Regions from separate parts of the Sus scrofa genome. Here region 2 is linked to region 1. The links are chromatin contacts, called in public Hi-C maps. All regions are on one chromosome and are shown on one strand. The core of a region is the stretch at or near the end of the contact, and the rest is flanking DNA. Distances in the headings are between cores, read along the strand shown.

Evidence for each region. A called contact is a pair of places that touch in the nucleus more often than the background predicts.
Region 2: a contact with region 1 is called in a Hi-C map of mesenteric adipose tissue, with 7 times the contacts expected there. The contact joins the promoter of UBXN7 here to the promoter of EIF2B5 in region 1. A contact is called at or near these places in 4 of 47 Hi-C or Micro-C datasets (mesenteric adipose tissue, omental adipose tissue, retroperitoneal adipose tissue and 1 more).

Annotation. Positions count from the first base shown.
Region 1 is chr13:122,055,188-122,062,031 of Sscrofa11.1, forward strand. It overlaps EIF2B5 (translation initiation factor eIF-2B subunit epsilon), which reads left to right and starts at 5,221. Exons shown (of 16, transcript XM_021069943.1): 1 at 5,221-5,514. The coding sequence starts at 5,314. It overlaps LOC106507270 (a long non-coding RNA gene), which reads right to left and starts at 4,295. Exons shown (of 3, transcript XR_002337773.1): 1 at 4,168-4,295.
Region 2 is chr13:133,686,433-133,692,731 of Sscrofa11.1, forward strand. UBXN7 (UBX domain-containing protein 7) reads left to right here and starts at 3,351. Exons shown (of 11, transcript XM_021070161.1): 1 at 3,351-3,506. The coding sequence starts at 3,434. It also overlaps the pseudogene LOC100620593.

The DNA of each region.
Region 1 (6,844 bases), core at 3,971-6,470:
CACTTCACACCTATTAGGATGGACATTATAAAATTTTATTTTATTTTTGCTTTTTAGGGCCGCACCCACAGCATATGGAGGTTCCCAGGACAGAGGTCTAATCAGAGCTGTACCTGCCAGCCTACACCACAGCCACAGCAACGGGGGATCCAAGCCACATCTGTGACCTACACCACAGCTCATGGCAATGCTAGATCCTTAACCCACTGAGTAAGGCTAGGGATCAAATCTGCAACCTCATGGTTCCCAGTTGGATTTGCTTCCACTGAGCTACAATGGGAAGTCCCCGGACACTATAAGATTTTTTTTTTAAATGTGGAGTTCCCGTCGTGGCTCAGTGGTTAACGAACCCAACTAGCATCCATGAGGACATGGGTTCAATCCCCGTCCTTGAGAAGAGAATGGGACATTATTGTTTAGTGGATACAGGCTTTCATCTTGCAAAATGAAATGAGTTCTGTGGATGGATGGTAGTGATGGTAGCACAATAACGTGAATGTACTTAACACCACTGAACTGTGCACTTAAAATGATTAAGATGGTAAATTTTATGTTACCTGTATTTTACCACAATAAAAAAAAATAAGCCTCAGCTTGGGGGAGCCTGAAATTACTTTTACTATTTATTTAAATTTGATGAGACACTCATTTACTGACTAGCAACAACCAGTCACTCACTCAGTAAATATTTATTGAGCATGTGCCATGTGTCACGTACTCTTTTAAACACCTGGGATACAGTAGTGAATAAAACAGATTTTCATAGAGCTTACATTCTAAACTGATTAATATTCAAGACTCATTTTGAAACCTAAACGGTAATGTGTTCATTTACAAAAAGAACCAGAACTGACCGTCCACCAAAGAAATACAAATGGTCTTCTAAAATAAGAAAACATATTCAGGAGTTCCCATCATGGCGCAGTGGTTAACGAATCCGACTAGGAACCATGAGGTTGCGGGTTCGGTCCCTGCCCTTGCTCAGTGGGTTAATGATCCGGAGATGCCGTGAGCTGTGGTGTAGATTGCAGATGCGGCTCGGATCCCGCGTTGCTGTGGCTCTGGCATAGGCCGGTGGCTACAGCTCCGATTGGACCCCTAGCCTGGGAACCTCCATATGCCGCAGGAGCAGCCCAAGAAATAGCAACAACAACAACAACAAAAAAAGACAAAAAGACAAAAAAAAAAAAAAAGAAAACATATTCAACCTCACTCTAACTAAGAGAAATGCAAATTAAAACTATACTTTGTGGAGTTCCCATAGTAGCTCAGCAGTTAGCAAACCCGACTAGCATCCATGAGGACAAGGGTTCAATCCCTGGCCCTGATCAGTGGGTTAAGGATCTGGCGTTGCCGTGAGCTATGCTGTAGCTCGCAGACACAGCTCAGATCTGGCATCAATGTGGCTGTGGCATAGGCCAGCAGCTGCAGATCCAATTGGGCCCCTAGCGTGGGAACCTCTGTATGCCATGGGTGCAGCCCTAAAAAGACAAAAAGACCCCCTCCCAAAAAAAACTATACTTTGTTTCCCTATAGATTGACAGAAAGTTGAAACTGTTGACTACACACTGTGAAGCTGTGGGGGAACAGGCACTCTGATACACTGCCAGTGTCAGGGCAAAATAGCACACTTTCCATGGATGGTCATTAAATAATGACACCAGGAGCAATGAAGCCTCAAGCAGGCTTCCCAGTGAGTTCAACAGCATATCCCCTCCCATGGGAAGTGAATTCAATTTGAACCCATTACTCTCCTTTAAGAACAAAATCTAAGAAATAAAAGCAAATTTATAAAGAAATCAATAGGAGAAGGCTAGTTGCAGCATTATTTCTAAGAGCAAAATCTGCAACAAAAAAATTAATGTTTACCAGTTGAGAAACACTTGGATGAATATGGTATATTATACCTCAGAGTGTCATGGAATCATTGAAAACAGCGAGGTGTGTACACATTCCACCATATATTAAATAAAAATTAAGTTACAGACAAAAATGCATCAGTATAATAAGAGCTAATACTTAAACTGTGTGACAATGTGTCAAACAGAATGATATGGCCTTTTCATAATATAATCTCATGTAAGCCTCACAACAACCTTATGAGCTAAGTACTATTATCATCATATTTCAAACATGAGGCAGTCCAGGCATAGAGAGATTTAGTAACCTGCCCAAGATTAAACAGCTAGTAAGTTACTAGGAACTGGAATGGAACCAAGGCACTCTGGCTCTGGGGTACCAGTATATAATCATATAGTACACTGTCTCTAAGCACAATCCTGTATATGGATATGTGTAGATCTAATGTAAGTTTGAATATACGAACATGGAGTGTGTGTGTGTTTAGATATATGCCTAAACTTAAACTTATCTATACATAAACTTGGCAGGGAAATAGAAAAAATAACCGTTAATTTTTTTTTTTTTAGCTGTGTGTGGCATGTGGAAGTTCCCCGGGATCAAACCCACAGCAGAGCAGTGACCTGGGCCACTGTAGTGGCAATGCCAGATCCTTAACTTGCTGCACCACAAGAAATTCCCCCCTTAAATGATTAATAATGGTAATAACTCGGAGTTCCCGTCGTGGCACAGTGATTAACGAATCCGACTAGGAACCATGAGGTTGCGGGTTCGATCCCTGCCCTTGCTCAGTGGGTTAACGATCCGGCGTTGCCGTGAGCTGTGGTGTAGGTTGCAGACGCGGCTCGGATCCCGCGTTGCTGTGGCTCTGGCATAGGCCGGTGGCTACAGCTCCGATTCAACCCCTAGCCTGGGAACCTCCACATGCCGCGGGAGCGGCCCAAGAAATAGCAACAACAACAACAACAACAACAAAAAGACAAAAGACAAAAAATAATAATAATAATAATGGTAATAACTCTAGGGTCAGGGTAGAAAGAGATAAGGGTAAGGAATTGTTTGTTTTTGATAGCTGTCATCTAATGTGTGTGAGGTGACAATTTTGTTGTAGTCTTGATTTGCACTTCCCTAATAATTAGTCATGTAAAGTATATTTCATGTGCTTGTTGGTCATTTGTGTATCGTTTTTTGAGAACTGTCCATTCAAATCCTTTACCCATTTTCGTTTTGTTGTTGTTGTTGAATCGAATAACTTTTAAAGCTGAAAAAGCTTAACGAGGAAGTTCCCTTCATGGCTCAGCTATTAACAAACCCAACTAGCATCCATGAGGATGTGGGTTCCATCCCTGACCCAGCTCAATGGGTTAAGGATCTGTGTTACGGTGAGCTATGGTTGTAGGTCTCAGACTCGGCTCAGATCCAGCATTGCTATGACTGTGGTGTAGGCCAGCGGCTATAGCTCCGAATCGACCCCTAGCCTGGGAGCTTCCATATGCCTCAGGTGCTACGCTAAAAAGCAAAAAAGAAAAAAGAAAAAAAAAAGATTAAAGAGTCCAGAAAGAGTTTCCCTAAGGCCCACCCACTAAAACCTTATCTATCCGGCTACCAGTCTACAGAATTACAAACCCTGGATTTACCTCTCACACTTTCAGAAGTGTCACAAGTCATTTAAAATTTTCTACAATTGGACCTACTTTTCATACTCTCATCACAGTTCCACTCCACCGCTTGTGCGTGCTCGCAAATTACTAGTCCTGTTTACTCACCCTTCTTGTTTCTTTTTTCCTGTGGATTTGTAGCACAGTCCAACACCTTCTACAATGTACACTCACTTAATTGAAAACTTTTACTGACTTGCCTTCTGCAGGCTAAAATTTCCAAAATTCTTAGGAAATGGTCTTTCACTTAACGCCATCATTAACTGGTAAAGGGAAGAAATGAGAGACTCCTTGGACCCACGAGGAGTGTGCCTGAGTACCACCGGTCCAGCTGCTGCCCCAAAGGGAAAACAACAAATCTCAGCCCTTCCAACCCCAAATCCTGACGTGCAACACAGCCCTCGGGTGGGAACAAATTGTGCAGAAACTTTGCAGGATGGTGGAATTCCAACGAAAAGAGTGAGGTACCTTGCAGGAAAGCTTCTTGCCCACCAAAGGACACCCAACCCGCCTCACCTCGCTTCCACCACATCCCCGAGGTCCCAAGCTTCAGCAGGCCTGGCTTACCAGCTCAGCCACTGCCTCTTTCCCCAAATGCTGCTGCTCCTCGAGCACCTTTGCACTTCTGTCACCAAGGTTTGCTGCTTACCTTGGGGATCTACTCAATTTTATAGTATTCTTGGGAGTTCCCATCGTAGAGCAGCAGAAAGGAATCCTAGTAGGAACCACGAGGATGCAGGTTCGATCCCCAACCTCACTCAGTGGGTTAAGGATCCTGTGTTGCCGTGACCTGTAGTGTAGATCGCAGACGCGGCTTGGATCTGGCGTTGCTGTGGCTGTGGTGTAGGTTGGCAGCTCTAAGTCCTATTTGACCCCTATCATGGGAACCTCCATATGCCGTGGGTGTGGCCCTAAAAAGACAAAAGACAGAAAAATAATAATACAGTGTTCTTGGACCCACTCCATGGGGTTTCAATAAATGCTTGACATGCTGAATGAATGAATGAAGATGTCAAAAAATAGTAAATTTTTGGCCATGCAAAACTTGGCAGAAAGATTGTAGAGCTATGACGTCTTACAGATTGGGTTCCAATACCAGTTCTTCCATCTACTAGCTGAATGAACTTCATCCCACTGAGAGTTCCAGAAATGTTTGTTGAATGAATGAGTAAAAGGTTCTCCAAGATGTGTGACGAAGTAAGTGCAATAACGCTTGTATCATTCCTGTCCACAATCAGCGCTTTACCAGAGTTACTACTCTCTCTACTATTCCGCGTTCTGTATTCACATAGACTGTTAGTCCCCTGAGGGATAGGAATGTCTGACTCAGTTCTGAATTCCCCAAGGTGCCAGGTCACATTAGGTGACGAGAATAAAGACGGAGGACCACAATTTTTGAGGTGCTCAGGTGGCTGGGGTGGGGGGGTGGCAGAGAAAATTACACATCCAGAAAGGTTCTGGCCGTTTCGCAAAGACCAGAAGTCTCATTATCCCGCAAGAACCTCAGCTTGCTCACGTACAAATGACGGCCGACTCTACTTGCCAATAGACTCTGCAGTCCATAGGACCCCAGGCCCAGGCGCCTCAACAGGTCACCTTCCGCAGCGCTGGGCCGCAGACCTCACTCCTCCCTGCCCAACCTCTGGGCTGAGGAAGACGCATGCGCACTCCTCTCTCCGCGGCTCCTCCCGCCCTTCCTTCTCTAGTCCTTCGCGTTTCGAGTGCTAGGTCTTTTTGTCCCTTACTGCTTGCCGTGTCAGTTTCCGTGCGGAAGTGGTGGCCGTGAGAGAAGAAGATGGCGGCTACTGTGGTGGCGCCGCCTGGTCCGGTGCCTGGTCGAGCCAACAAGCGCAGCGGCAGCGGACAGGGTGGCGGCGGCGGCGGCGGGGGGGCAGCCAGAGGGGCAGAGGAGGAACCGCCGCCGCCCCTACAAGCAGTTCTGGTGGCCGACAGCTTCAACCGCCGTTTCTTCCCTATCTCCAAGGACCAGCCTCGGGTGAGCGCCGCACGCTTGGAAGCTGCCAGAGGGCCTGGAGGTGGCGGGGCTATAGCAAGTTATCCCTTCGGCTTCCTGGTGAGGCGGGCTCTGGAAGGACTTGTGTCCACTCTCTCTCTCAGAAATCGGGTTTATCTGATTATGAGGAAGGCGAGGAGACCGTCTAAAGCCCTGACGATTGCCTGACCAAGTGAGTGGCTGGCAGATTTGAGCACTCGTCGTGCTGTCCACCTCAGGTTTGGGAGCTCTGCAAAGGGCTGATGCAGAAGCAGTGCTTGTGAGAAGCCTTCATTCTGGGATTCAGTGCCTCAAGAGGAGGCTGCGCTGGCTTTATGCAGAGGATAATAAGATCGAGTGATGAAAGGGAATGTCACCTCCTTTTGCCTCCAAAAGGGAGATCATATTGTCGTCCCCCCCCCCAAAAAAAAAGAGCAGACTTGTATAGTGTGGTTTTTTTGGTGTTTCGTTTTGTTTTGTTTTTGTCTTTTTGCCATTTCTAGGGCCTCTCCCGCGGCATATGGAGGTTCCCAGGCTAGGGGTCTAATCGGAGCTGTAGCCACCGACCTACACCAGAACCACAGCAACACGGGATCCCAGCCGCATCTGCCACCTACACCACAGCTCATGGCAACAACGGATCCTTAACCCACTGAGCAAGGCCAGGGATCAAACCCATAACCTCATGGTTCCTAGTCGGATTCGTTAACCACTGAGCCACGAGGAGAACTCCAAGTGTGCTTTTTTTTCTTCCCAGGTTTTAATGAGAGCCAATGCCATATGTCAAAAGAAGAACAGAACGGGTTTAATGGCTGGTTGCCAACATCCCTGCATTGTCTAGAAGCTGGGGAATTGGCCTCAGCTAGTCCTAGGGATTGCTGGGTCACTCAGCAGTCCCCAGTTCAAAGAAAGGGACTTGGCATTCAATTCAGGAAAAGTCCTCTTTGACTCTTCACTTCCTCCAAATAGTCTAATGACTGTTTATTTTGGACAAGTGATGGGGATGACTAGCCCTTGCCTCTTAGAAAAGGATCAAGAAAAGAAATTTTAGGAGTTCCCATCGTGGCGCAGTGGTTAACGAATCCGACTAGGAACCATGAGGTTGCGGGTTCGATCCCTGCCCTTGCTCAGTGGGTTAATGATCCAGCGTTGCTGTGAGCTGTGGTGTAGGTCACAGACGCAGCTGGGATCCCCACATTGCTGTGGTTCTGGTGTAGGCTGGCAGGTACAGCTCCGATTAGACCCCTAGCCTGAGAACCTCCATATGCCGCGGGAGCGGCCCAAGAAATGGCAAAAAAAAAAAAAGAAAAGAAAAGAAAAGAAATTTTGTAGA
Region 2 (6,299 bases), core at 2,101-4,600, about 12 Mb after region 1:
TATTTGGAGTTCCCTGATAGCCTAGTGGTTAAGGATTCAACTCTGTAACTGTTGTGGCTTGCGTTCAATCCCTGGTCTAGGAACTTCCACACGCCTTGGGGCACAGCCAAAAAAAAGGGGGGGGGATTTTTAAAATAAAATAAAACTTTAATTTTCCATTCTTTAATGTATAATACTTTCTGCAGTTTAATTTCCTTCCTGAGGATACTCCATATTTTTTAAAAAACATGTTTTCCAAGATTTGAGGGATATATTTAGACATATTTTCTTGTGATTCTAAAGATCTTTCATATTCTTCAATAATCCAAAAAAGCTTTTCAAGGTTCTGTTATTAATTTCCTGACTTCTTTTCTTTTAGCTTATTTTAAAATTTCTACAAAATATTTTCTAGAGTTGTGAATGCCACTACCTTTACCACTTTTTCACAAGATTAATGTAGAAATCAGATCACTATATTTTGAACCCTAAGACCTTGGAAATAAACCTAAGGATCTCATTGTTAGCCTTTCCAGTTAATGGAAGTGCAGGAAAAACTGCATCTAGTTTTTTAGTGAGTGGTGCTAGACCATCTTGGTACCCAATTCTGAATGGTTGGCTAGAGTGACACAGACTTTAGGATTAAGGCTTTTAGGAAGGAAGAGGTCACACTGTTTCTTGCTCTGGTTTTCTCCTTTTTTTTTTTTTTCCTCCCACCTCTGATTCAGTGTGAACCAGTTTCCCAAATCCAGGACTGTTCATAGCCTTTCTCAGTCCACCCAGAGAATAGCAGCAACTTGGCAGGTTGGTTGACTAACTGAAAATACTCTTAATTAGGAGTTGCTTTCTTATACGCCAATGCTAAAATCTTATGGTTACCTTGATTTGACTTTTTTTGTTGTTGCTGTCTTTAGGGGTGTACCTGAAAGTTCCCTGGCTGGGGGTTGAATCAGAGCTGCAGCTGCCAGCCTTTGCCAGAGCCATAGCAACACCAGATTCCAGCCACAACTGAGACCTACACCACAGCTCACAGCAATGCTGGATCCTTAATCCACTGAACAAGGCCAGGGACTGAACCCAAGTCCTCGTGGATACTAGTCAGGTTTGTTACTGCTGTGCCACTATGGGAACTCCCAAGTTGTTTGTTTGTTTTTCATTTTAAGTTTTCTTTTTTATTCAAACGAACTGTTTTCAAGATTAATGGTTATTAGCAAATCTTGATGCAAGATAGAAACATGATACTTTAAATTACTTTTCAACTTCCTACAAACCATTTTAAAGTAAAAAAAACCTCTTTGGTACTAAGGGTTCTGATGTTCAAATTCTAAAAGCAATCCTTCATCTCAACCAAACTTGGTATTCCACCCTTTAAAATTTTTAAATGATATTTACATAATAAATATAATTTTAATCACTAAGCTCCTCCTCATCACTGAAGTACATGCTTTTCTTTATCCTTGGACGTCTTGAATCATCTGACGTTGAGGGACACCCCCCCACCCCCCCGAACTGGGTTTCTGCCTTTTTTTTCTTTTTTTGGCCTTCTTCAGTTTTGGCTTGCTGGAAAGCTATGGCCTAGCTGAGGCTGTCCAGAGTGGGATCTTCCCCTTCATCATCACTTTCTTCTGCTTCTTCAGTTTCTTCTTCTGGTTCAGGAATTTTCTGTCTTTTTCTTTTTCTTCTTTGCAGGTTCACGTTCTCCAAGTATATTTTTAGGAAGGCATAACTTAAGTGTTCACTTTCCCCACATTCATAACACTTGGATTTATCAAAGAAGTTTTGTCTTTGGATGAACTCAGCTGCTCTTCCACTGTCAATAGCAATGCTTGCTTTTATTACTCTACCAAATAATTGTTTTGTTGTTTATCGCCCTGGTACAATTTTGTGCAGAGTCTTTATCCAAAAATAAAATAAATGCAACCCCTTTACTCTTCCCGGTATCTTTACCTTTCATTATAGTAACCTTTACAACTTTGTCATACCTGGAAGATATCCAATATAAGTCATTGTTTGTCAGGGAAAAGGGCAAGTTGGATATATACACTGTGCTTTTACTTGGGGCTAATTCACCACTTATTTCTTCAGGTGGGGTGGACCGGGAGACCCAAAAAGAGTGAGCCCTGGGCTCTCGTGGGGCTCAAGCCTGTTCCTCACCCCTTGCAGCTGCCTTGGCATCACCTTGGCATCATGGGTCCTGGGAGGGGTCAGGTACTGGAGATAAGAAAGTAGCAGCAGCAGTCCAACTTGGTTATTATTATTATTATTATTTTGCTTTGTAGGGCCGCACCTACAGCATATGGAGGTTCCCAGGCTAGGGGTGGAATTAGAGTTACAGCTGCTGGCCTACAGCACAGACACAGCAACACAGGATCTGAGCAGCAACCTCGTGGTTCCTAGTTGGATTCGTTTCCACTGTGCCACAAAGGGAACTCCAACGACTTGGTTATTTTTTAAAAATTCACCCCAAAAACGCATTTACAGACTCTTAGAAGGGTCAATTCTCCAGATGACTTGTTCCACCTTTTATTGGGCTATTTCTCTATGTAGAGGCAATAAATGTGCATGGGAGGCTAGAATTGAAATTGAGTTTCTTTAACTTTATTCTTTTAAGCCACACTGGTGGCCTAAGGAAAATCCTGCCCGACAGGAGCCACAGCAGTGACAACACCAGATCCTTAACCCACTGTGCCACCAGGGAACTCCTCTTTAACTTTATTCTTAAGGTGGAGGATGACCAGATGCGAATATACTTTTTTTTTTTTTTTTTTTTTTTTTTTTTTTTAGGGGATACGGCATATGGAAGTTCCCAGGCTAGGGGTCTAATTGCAGCTACAGCTGCCGGCTTACACCACAGCAACGCCAGATCCGAGCCGAGTCTGTGACCTACAGTACAGCTCTAGGCAACGCTGGATCCTTAACCCACTGAGCAAGGCCATGGATCGAACCCTCAACCTCATGGTTCCTATTTGGATTCGTTTCCGCTGAGCCACGAGGGAACTCCGGATCTGTACTTTGATGGGAGTTGCAGGAAACCTAACAGAGGGCTATGGAGTTGCAAAAAAACAAAAATAAACTTTCATCCTCAGGTCTATCAATAAAGCTTGTGAAACTGAAACGTGAAGAGCCTATTACCTACCAAGCCCGAAGCTTACTTAGGAAACCCGTAACGGATATCGTGTCTATCAGACTGGCCTTGGAGCTTTAAGAGGAAGGCACCAGAAGTTGTAAAGAAGGATGCGGCGGCAGGCAGCAATCGAACAGCCAACCCGGAGAGCGGACAGCGCTCCGGGACCCATCTGGAAGTGCGCCTGCGCTGACTGTCCAGGGAGGGGGGCGGGGCGTGAGGGGCGGAGCTTGGGGGCGGTCAATGAGTCTGCGCAAACCGTGCGGCGAGGTGGGGGAGGGCGTTCCGTGTGTGTCTGTGTTGTTGTTCGGCGGCAGCGGCGGCGGCGGTAAGATGGCTGCCCACGGGGGCTCCGCGGCGTCGTCGGCGCTGAAGGGGTTAATTCAGCAGTTTACCGCCATCACCGGTAAGAGACGCGGTTACCGGAAGGTGGAGAGTGGGGCCTGGTGCGGGCGGCCGGTCTGACCCGGTCTTCCCTTTACCTTCAAGCATTCCTCCCTAGGGCTTTACCCTCAGCTCCCGTCCTCCCTCCTGAGGAAGAGGCGACGACGGCGTCGGGTCTCTGGGTTCAGGCGGGAGACCGCCTCCCCTCCCCCGCGCACCCCATGCGCTGGTTCTCGGTGTTCTCGCAGCGTAGAGGGAGACTTCCCCACCCCCTTTCAGCCCAGACCCAAGGCATGGGCCGGGCCCATCCGCCCCCGCTGGCCCGAGGACCTGGGGGCGGGAGAGGTGGGGGGCCGCACCCGGGCCACCGCCCTCCTCCTTCATCATCTCCTCTTCTCTGTGCAGCCCTGGGGTGCAGCACATGCCCTTACCTCCTTTTTCCTTTCTTCCCCAGCCAGGTCATTCTCCCCCAGTCCCTGGCCTGCCCTTCCCCTTTCTGGGCCCCTCGAAGCCATCGCTGTGGCCGTGGCTTGTTCGGGCCCTCCCGCCTTAACGGCGAGGCTGGTGCGTTAGCAGCGCCTTTACTGATCTCGGAGGATAGGCCGCCAGAAAGGGGTGGGGGGTTGCTGAGGAGTACCCTCCAGACTGAGGTTTGAAGAGAGGAATTGAGGGGGACCCCCCCCCCACCTGAATAGGAAAGGCCTGGAGGAACCCTTGGTGGCGTTTCCCACCTCCCCATAATAAAATCATAAAGACTAAGACGATGGCGCCGGAGCCTCCAGTTGATAAAATAGGAATGACGGCGGAAACTTCTTTGAGAGAAAATCAGTTTCTGGATGTCAGTGTCCCCCAAACCCCTGGTTTTTCTTTTCCTTTGGACCCCCGCGAAGGCACACGCAGATCCTCTTACTGCCTGGAGGAAAGGCCCCAAGCCATTCTGTGAATTCTCTGTGTCTTCTCTCTGATGGTGCTGAACTTTTTTTGCATGAGTTATTAGAGGGCGGAGCAAATGATGAAGTTCTCTGTGGAGTGATTTGAGAAAAGAGTACTCCATGTGCCTGAGTGTAATTTTGCCGTTCAAGCTTGTCATTTTAGGAGGTCAGTGTTAGTTCCCTCTCTTTAGCAGACCTATACTTTTTCTGGTAGTTTGTTAGATGCGGAGAACATTTTTTACTTTTCATGTATCTAGAGTTTGACGTGCAAAAATTGGTTAAATGAAATTTTATATTTTAACCATTGCTGGTTTGCGAGTTGCCATTTTATAAAGCTAGTTTTATTTTTTACTTGGTAACGGTAACTAGATATTTGATGCATTATTTAGCTCTTGGGCATGAAACATCATGTCAAAGTTGATAAAATTTGTGATAAAATTTGTAATAAAATTGGGATGAGGAATAAAATGGTAACTTCTAAAATATTTAAAAATTGTGATTGGACTGTTATATTAGAAATATAATGCATTGCCCAGTGTGTAAGCAGGTCATTATTATTGTGAAAATTAGGAAATTATTGTGTATATATGTTATTACTATATATATTTATAAAGCAGATATAGAAGTGATTATTATCTTTTTTTAGATTTTCTAGAGGTAGTTTAAGATGCTGCATATTAAAAATTTTTTTGTAATGCTAACATTAGGAACTCAGATTGTTTCAGCCTGTTATTTCTTAAATGAAACATTTTTGGTAGGTATAGACAAAACCTAAAATGTGGCAAGATGAAGTGACTCACTGAATTGCTTTAAATGTTTGTCTCTGCCAGTCTTCATGGCTTGTTTTCTGGTCCCAGACCCTTCTATACCTGAATCAAGTTGGAGTCCCTCAGTAGACAGTGGTATCTGGAAGTCTACAAAAGGGAAAACACTTTAGATTGTTCTTAATATGGATTTTCTTTCCTTCTTTCCTCACACTCTCCCTCCTTCCTTTCATCTTTGTTTCACCACCCCAGTGGCATGCACATGTTCCTGGGCCAGGGTTCGAATCTGTGCCACAGTGTTGCTGCAGTGACTACCCTGAATCCTTAACCTCTTGTACCACAAGGGAACTCCAATATGGATTTTAAATAATAATTTTTTTAAACAATAGTAATTAACTCTTGGAAACACGTGATTGATTCCTTCAGTTCTTTTCACATATCTTAAAAAAATTTGGAGGGATCTGTGCACATGAATTTTATTTTTTATTTATTTATTTTTTTCTTTGAACTACTGCAACCTGTGGCCTATGAGGTTCCTGGACCAACTGGTCCAGTTGGAGCTGTAGCTGCAGGCCTGTACCACAGCCATAGCAATGCTGGATCTGAGCCACATCTGTGACCTGTGCTGCAGCTTGTGGCAACACTGGATCCTTAGCCCACTGAGTGACGCCAGGGATTGAACCCACATCCTCACAGACACTATGTCAGATTCTTAACCCTCTGAGCCACAACAGGATCTCCACATATTTACATTAAATTGTAGTATTTATGACAAAAAGGTATTTGGTATTTATTCATTGCTAGATGAATGAAACTGACTTTTAAGAGTTTCAGAAAGGTTTTGCTTACTTGGAAGCTCAATATTCTGTTAAGAGCAATGCATTTTCAAAAATGTAAGTCTTATCTTTTCTGTGACATTTAGAAGTAGAAGAGAAAATGAAAGAATTTTCTCACTAAATAGAACAACTCTCTCTGAGTATATATGAGTATGAAGTAATGACTGGCTTTAAAAATATTAAAAAGATAACAACATGAAATAATTTTTTTAAATTAAAAATTAAAAAAAATTTTTTTTTCTGTGCCTGAAGCATGAGGAAGTTCGCAGGCCAGGGACTGAAC